Linked DNA regions of Mus musculus: region 2 is linked to region 1. A link is a contact called in public Hi-C data. All regions are on one chromosome and are shown on one strand. Each heading gives the region's core, a stretch centred on a gene start, on an enhancer-like site or on the middle of the called end of the contact. The rest is flanking DNA. Distances are from core to core; before and after follow the strand shown. Region 1 overlaps Gm34574 (a long non-coding RNA gene). Region 2 has its middle 83 kb from the start of Gm34921.

The links. A called contact is a pair of places that touch in the nucleus more often than the background predicts.
Region 2: a Hi-C map of liver shows a contact between it and region 1, with 2.1 times the contacts expected there. The contact joins two enhancer-like sites. A contact is called at or near these places in 6 of 484 Hi-C or Micro-C datasets (liver and nephron progenitors) and 3 of 115 datasets of contacts at active chromatin or transcription factors (hepatocytes and liver).

The regions. Positions count from the first base shown.
Region 1 is chr10:99,221,641-99,224,725 of GRCm38.p6, forward strand. It overlaps Gm34574 (a long non-coding RNA gene), which reads right to left. Exons shown (of 5, transcript XR_871997.2): 3 at 645-796. Among named protein-coding and RNA genes, the nearest start is that of Gm34574, 8.9 kb to the right of the region's middle. Within about 2 kb of position 1,356, at least 17 of the 459 cell types and tissues checked have an H3K27ac peak or open chromatin away from gene starts, as enhancers often do. A contact at or near this core is called in hepatocytes and liver, where this site is marked.
Region 2 is chr10:99,352,270-99,355,356 of GRCm38.p6, forward strand. No RefSeq gene overlaps it. Among named protein-coding and RNA genes, the nearest start is that of Gm34921, 83 kb to the left of the region's middle. Within about 2 kb of position 1,797, at least 74 of the 459 cell types and tissues checked have an H3K27ac peak or open chromatin away from gene starts, as enhancers often do. A contact at or near this core is called in hepatocytes and liver, where this site is marked.

The sequences.
Region 1 (3,085 bases), core at 106-2,605:
GTGGGCTTGGCATGGTTTTTCCACTCGGGCACACATGTCTGTGCTGAGTCAGAACCTCATGAGCTCTCGGGTCCACCTGACGGCTGATCGGAGGCTTGCAGCTGAAACCATGAGACATTTTTCCACTGGCTTCTAGAATCTTGAGGGCAATGGTGGGCAGTGTGGCACGAGGTGGGTCAGTGACCTGGCAAAGTGCTGCTGGGAATGGTGGAGCATATTCCTTGAAAACTCGTTGGGGACTGGAATAGATCCACAGAGAAAAAAGACAGAAAAACAAAACCAAACAAACAACCAAACAAACAACCAAAGGCCATGGGAGAGTTCATTTCATTCAACTGTAGGGAAAGACTGGCATATTCAGAGTCCCTCTCGTCAAGCAGAAGTTCAAGATGCCAGCACGACATGGCCTCCAATTCACCCTACCCGTTGCCAACCTATCTACATATTCCCACCTTTTTTCACCTTCTCGAAGCTTCCTCTTCCCAGAATCCTCAGCTCTGGCATCGGTCTTTCCAGGAAGCCATCTAACACCCTGGAGAATGACTGGCTTCCACATGCCAGGCTTGACCTTTGCCCTCAACATATTTTATTTTATCTTCTCCACCTGAACCATGACCTCCAAGAGGGCCGTGACTGGAATTTACCTATGTATCCTCAGAACCAAGTCCGGTGCCAGGTCCAAGTCAATACACAGTCAGAGTGAGCACGGAGTTGACGGATAACTGGTGATGGTCTGATGTGACAAGGACCAGTCGATGAGGTCACAGGAAAAGATGAGTTGGGAGTTATATAAAGACTGAAAGTAGAACAAATAGGGTTGGTGGGGAAAGGACTGAATGTTTCGTTTATAGGAGATGTTAGGGTCTGCACTGGCTGGCCCTCACAGCATGTAGTATGAGGATTGGTGACAAATAGGGTTAATTACAGAAAGGTAGATAGCTGAAGGGCTGAACACCCTGGATTCGGGTTTGGATATCCAAAGTATGTAATTTTTCTCCCAACTGCTGATGAGAGGGAAAGCTGATGGGTGCTCTGACCAGATTCCACCCAGAGAGTCGCTCTTAGGCATTTTTAAATCCCACCGTTTCGGCTTAATGCAGGATTCCCTCCATTTCCTGACTGCAATCTATACACACATCTCAGTGGGTGCTGTGGGTTATTTCCATAAGCTACAGTAAACCCACGCCCACGGTGGCCCACAGCAACTCATTTGGAGTGTTTCCTTGGAGATACAGCTCCCTCGTCTTCAAGCAACTTCCCTGTGACCTGAGTATCACTCCCTGTGTCTTTTCATGCCCTGTAACAAGCTCTTACTTGAGGCCTGCACTGGCAGGGAAGGGAAATGAACAGGTCATGAAACAGAACACACTGTGCCTTTTTAAACATTAACCATTGTTCAGATCTGAAGTCCTGGCTGCTGAAGGCGGTGAGGGAAATCAAGAATTCTATGCCAGAACTCTTACCTATGGAAAATTTTAGAGTTCCCTCTTCTGCTGTGGCTCTTAAAGTTATACCAAATCAGATCAAAATGGATATATACCTGTTTGGGTTTTGTTTTGTTTTGTTTCCTTATAGAAATAGACATGTAGCAAGCCTGGCTTAGCTCTTACCTGGAAATGGCTATCTAACCCAAGCTATAAGAATAGCAAAGTCATTTTGCCTAGCAATATCTAAGCAGCAATGACATTGTATCCTTAAAATTGATTCCAGAAGTTTCCATTCTTATGGACTAGAGGGAATCTGACAGTCTTTGCTATGTGTTGGTGTAGTGACTTTTTTTTTTTTAATTTATGAGGAGTTTTTGTGGCTCTCTTGATTTTATTTTCCTGTGACTGTGAATCATAGAAAAACCCATTTCCATGGTCCTACCAGAAATGAGCTAGCTGAAGTCATTAACATTTTTCTATTGGGTTCTTATGAGGTATCATACACAGTGGCAATGATTTTTGTACATTAGTTCTCTGGTCTTGAAACTGCCTTCTAGAAGATCAAACTATACCGCATTGCCACAATTAGTGGCAAGTTGTCTAAGTTTGGGTCCTGTATCTGATTCACTGGGTGTCTCTGTACCCTACATATATAAAACTGTAGAAGCTAGGCTGGTTCTTCCTCCCAGCCCCATGTTCCCAGAAACAAGACTCAGACTTAAAATATATTTACAGATACCTTGGCTATACAGCTAGGATCTTCTCTGACTAGACCATAACTAGAGATAACCCATTTATCTTAACCTATGTTCTGTCACGTGGCTGTTTACCTTGGCTATATAGCTAGGATCTTCTCTGACTAGACCATAACTAGAGATAACCCATTTATTTTATTATTTATTTTAACCTATGTTCTGTCACTTGGCTATTTACCTGTGCTCAGGTACCATGTGTCCATCTTGTTACGTCTTCGTGGTGAATCTCCCTGTGCCTCGTTTTATCCCAGAATTCTTTCTTTCTCCTCCCAACACCCCACCCTCTATTTCCTGCCTAAGCCATAGGCTATATAGGCTTTTTAATTGACACATGATGCAGCCACTCAATACACAAGGTATTCTCTCTACATGAGGCAGTCAAAAATGTCTATTATACACATAGAAACAATTTTAACAGAAACAAAATCATGCTATCTCCAGGGTTGTTATCAGTGACTGGGGTCTGGCATTTCCAATTGCTTGGCCTCTTACTCAGAGAATCAAGAGAAAGGCTTATGTGGACTTGCAAAAGCAGCAAGGGAACTTTAGTCCTAAACCAGCAAGGCAAATCAGACACACTCTCAAGAGCTGGCAGGCAGCCACACAAGGGAGAGCACTCAAAGGTCCCAGTTATTGCTCGGGTCTTCTGTTTATGGTATTCCACAAAAAGAGGAGTTTGATTACTAGGGGCTTAGTTTGGATGGCTCTCTATTTTGATTGCCAGATCGTTATATAACCATTTCCTCCCATGCACATATCCTTTCCCACGATGCATCTGACTTCCATCATATACACACCCAGTTACTCACTGAGATAAGATGGCAAATAAGAGATTCTGCCTAAAAGCTCACTTGGGGACATAGTTTTTATTTTATTGTGTATGCACTCAAAAACCAATTCAGG
Region 2 (3,087 bases), core at 547-3,046, 130 kb after region 1:
CTGATCCTCCCTCTAGGTTATGGTTTTTGACTTTATAAGCCTGCTGGAAAATAGGGTTGGGGTCAGACTCCTCTACCCCTGCATGGTGTATGGGTCTCGACCTCAGCATGCTGGTTTGTGTGCCATTAAAACATCTTGTGTTTGCAGCAAGCTTGACTGTTGTGGCTTTCTGGGCTCACGATCCCTGAGACTTGAGTGAGGGTCTCCCTTCAGGGGTCCAACAATGGTAGGTTCAGTTTAGCAGTCTGGATAATCTAGTTTAATTTGCATTTTTTTGTGATTTTTAAAAATATAAACCCAAAGGAAACATAATCTTTTCACAAAGCTGTCTTCCTTCCCCTGCCCAATAAATGACTCAATAATACATTTAATTGGGACCATCTTAAATTCTATAAATACCTAACACCCTCCTGTTCTTACATTTTAAATTGATCATATGGTTCACCCCCTTCTGGTTTCATACATGTTGTAGTTACCTGGAAGAGAATACTTCTTCTTTTTTTTTTTTTTTTTTTCATCTTTTAGGGTTAGAAAGGTTGTTAATCAGCACATACATAAATCTAAAAATAAAAACGAAATTAAAAAATAAAGTAAAAGAAATTCTTTTACCAGGAGAGTGACTGTAGATATTCTTAGCCTGTGATTTGGTAGACATTTGCCTTAACCCTGTAGTTTTAACTTCATGCTTTCTTTAAATGAAAAGTGAAACTTTACTTACAGACCTTCTAAGGACCCTTTAAGAAGGATTCCTTTGACCCCGTGTTTGGACAGAGCATCCCTACCCATCCAGGATGCTCTGCATCGTTTTGACTGCATCAAGCTACGTAAAGAACTGGACAGTGGATTTATTCTGCCTGATGTTGGGGAAGAGAACAAATTTTTTCAGAGACCTGAAACTCTCTCGACTGATTTCACCATTGATCTTATCTTGTTGCTTTTGTTTTCCTTTGACAGACCCCATAATCGTTGTCAAGAAGAAAAAATTCAAAAGGTAATCATCATGGGGGGCAACTTTAAAGCATTATAAAAAGAAATGAAACGGGTATCCTTTGTAAGCCCAGCCTAAAAAAGATTTGTATTTCCGACCAGGCATTAATTTACATAACGGAGGATGGCAGGATCTTCCTCTATGACAACTGTTTGTTTGTTTGTTTTACTGAAGAGAAAAAGATGTTACGCCAGTATGTTTAGCGAGAATGCTCCAGAATGGAGTGAAACACAACCAGGAATTTAGTGTCTCCATCATAAAAGGTCTTTGGAAGACCCGTTTCAGGTCTCGGATGACGTGCAGTGTGCCATGAAAGGAGTGTTCGGGAATCTGGAGAAGTGGAGGCTCCTTGGCCCGTGAATACCTGCCCACGTGATTTCCTGCCTGCCTTTCTCTTCCCAGGAAAGCAACACATTTGGCTTCTACAACATTATGATGCAAATAATCCTATTTTATAGCTTTTTGTTTAAGTGCACGGGCAGGCTTTGACAAGTGGCTGTGAAAGGGAGAGGTTCCTTGTGTTCTGGGGACTATGCAGTCTTACTGGTAACGCTCTCTCTGCCCCCTCCCCCATCTACCTGGGTACCCTCCTTCGCGGACCCTCCTCATTGTTTTTTTTTTTCCTTCTGCGTGGGATGAGGCACACCGAGAAAGCAGTTGTTGACTTTTGTCTCCTTGGCATTTTTCTTGAACCAATTAAATGAATGATGTAGCAAGTGCAATTGCCAGAGAGTTTAAACCCAGTAATGGCCCCAGTGGGTTACACAAGGCTGATCTTTGACCCTATAAAAAAGGCCACCATAAAAATCTGCCAGGCAATCCGGAAGCTGCCGAAATTCATTGCTCAATGAGTCATCTGCTGTTGTCAACCGGCATGAGTTAAAGACATGCGGAAACAGGTTATTTTTGTGGTAACTAAAGTTCAGCAGATGAACAAAAAGTTGCCATTCCGTTCTGAAGAGGAACAATTATGCCGTTTCAAAGCCAACAACCCGTGCATCCTCTGGGAATGTCTATCATTCAAATGTCTTTCCAGTCCTTCCAAGAACACAAGGATGGACAGCCTTTGCCATTTCTGTGCAGCTAGAAATAGAGGGTGTAGGAAGAGACTCCCGGGAAAGACTTGTTTCAAATTTTCTTTCCTTTTTCTGGGCATTCATTTCTTCATTTGTAAAACAAAGCGGGTTTTTTTTGTTTGTTTGTTTTTTGTTATTTTATGATCCTTCAAGGTCAGATCACTTGTGTTCTCTATGTTTGTGACCTGTGAACCTAGAGGCCCCAATGTAGTAAAATCTCACTCAGTGTTTTGCTAAGGACTGGATGAAAGGTCAGCTGTTTGTAATCTACTTTAATCAACAAGTACAATAAAAAATACAATAGCACTAAGCCACCTAACAATGAGATGCTTGAAGCAGGCTTTTTGATATATCTTTCTTTTCATACTCATATAAGCTCTTTAAAACCAGCAATTTGGTGACCTTCTATTAGATCATTGCTAACATTTTCAATGCCTTACATAGGGAAAAGTATTGACTTATTATTATTATTATTATTTGGAAATAAACCTTACATAAAAACTTTCCATAACCTCGTAATACAAAGTCTACAGACATAAAAGTAGTCTAACAAAATTCCCTTTCTTTTCAAAATGTCACTGTTATTATACGAATAGAGAATTTTCTGGGTGGAGGAATGACCATCTATAATTAAGGAACATCATCACAATCAGCAGCAGCAGCATCAACCTCCTCACCATCACCAACAGCAAAACAAAACAAAAAGAGTCGTCTGAACCTTTCTGATTCTGGAAACCTCTTTACGTTTTCTTTAAAGGCGTTGGAAATTCTGAGGCATCACTAAATCTATCCTATAGTAGTGTGAGAGTTATTTGTAACCTAGCTCCTGGCAAATGGGTAAGAAATAATTCCTTTATGTTAAAAATGTGGTTTATTTGATAGGTTTTGTGAGTTTGCAGAGTTATGAAGAAGTTTCAGGATTAAGACAATGAGGCCAGCATTCCAGTGATAATAGACAGCTTTCTCATAGCTCTAAATTGTCCATAAGCCAAGATCCCTTGAGATGGCAAAACAGCCAAATAG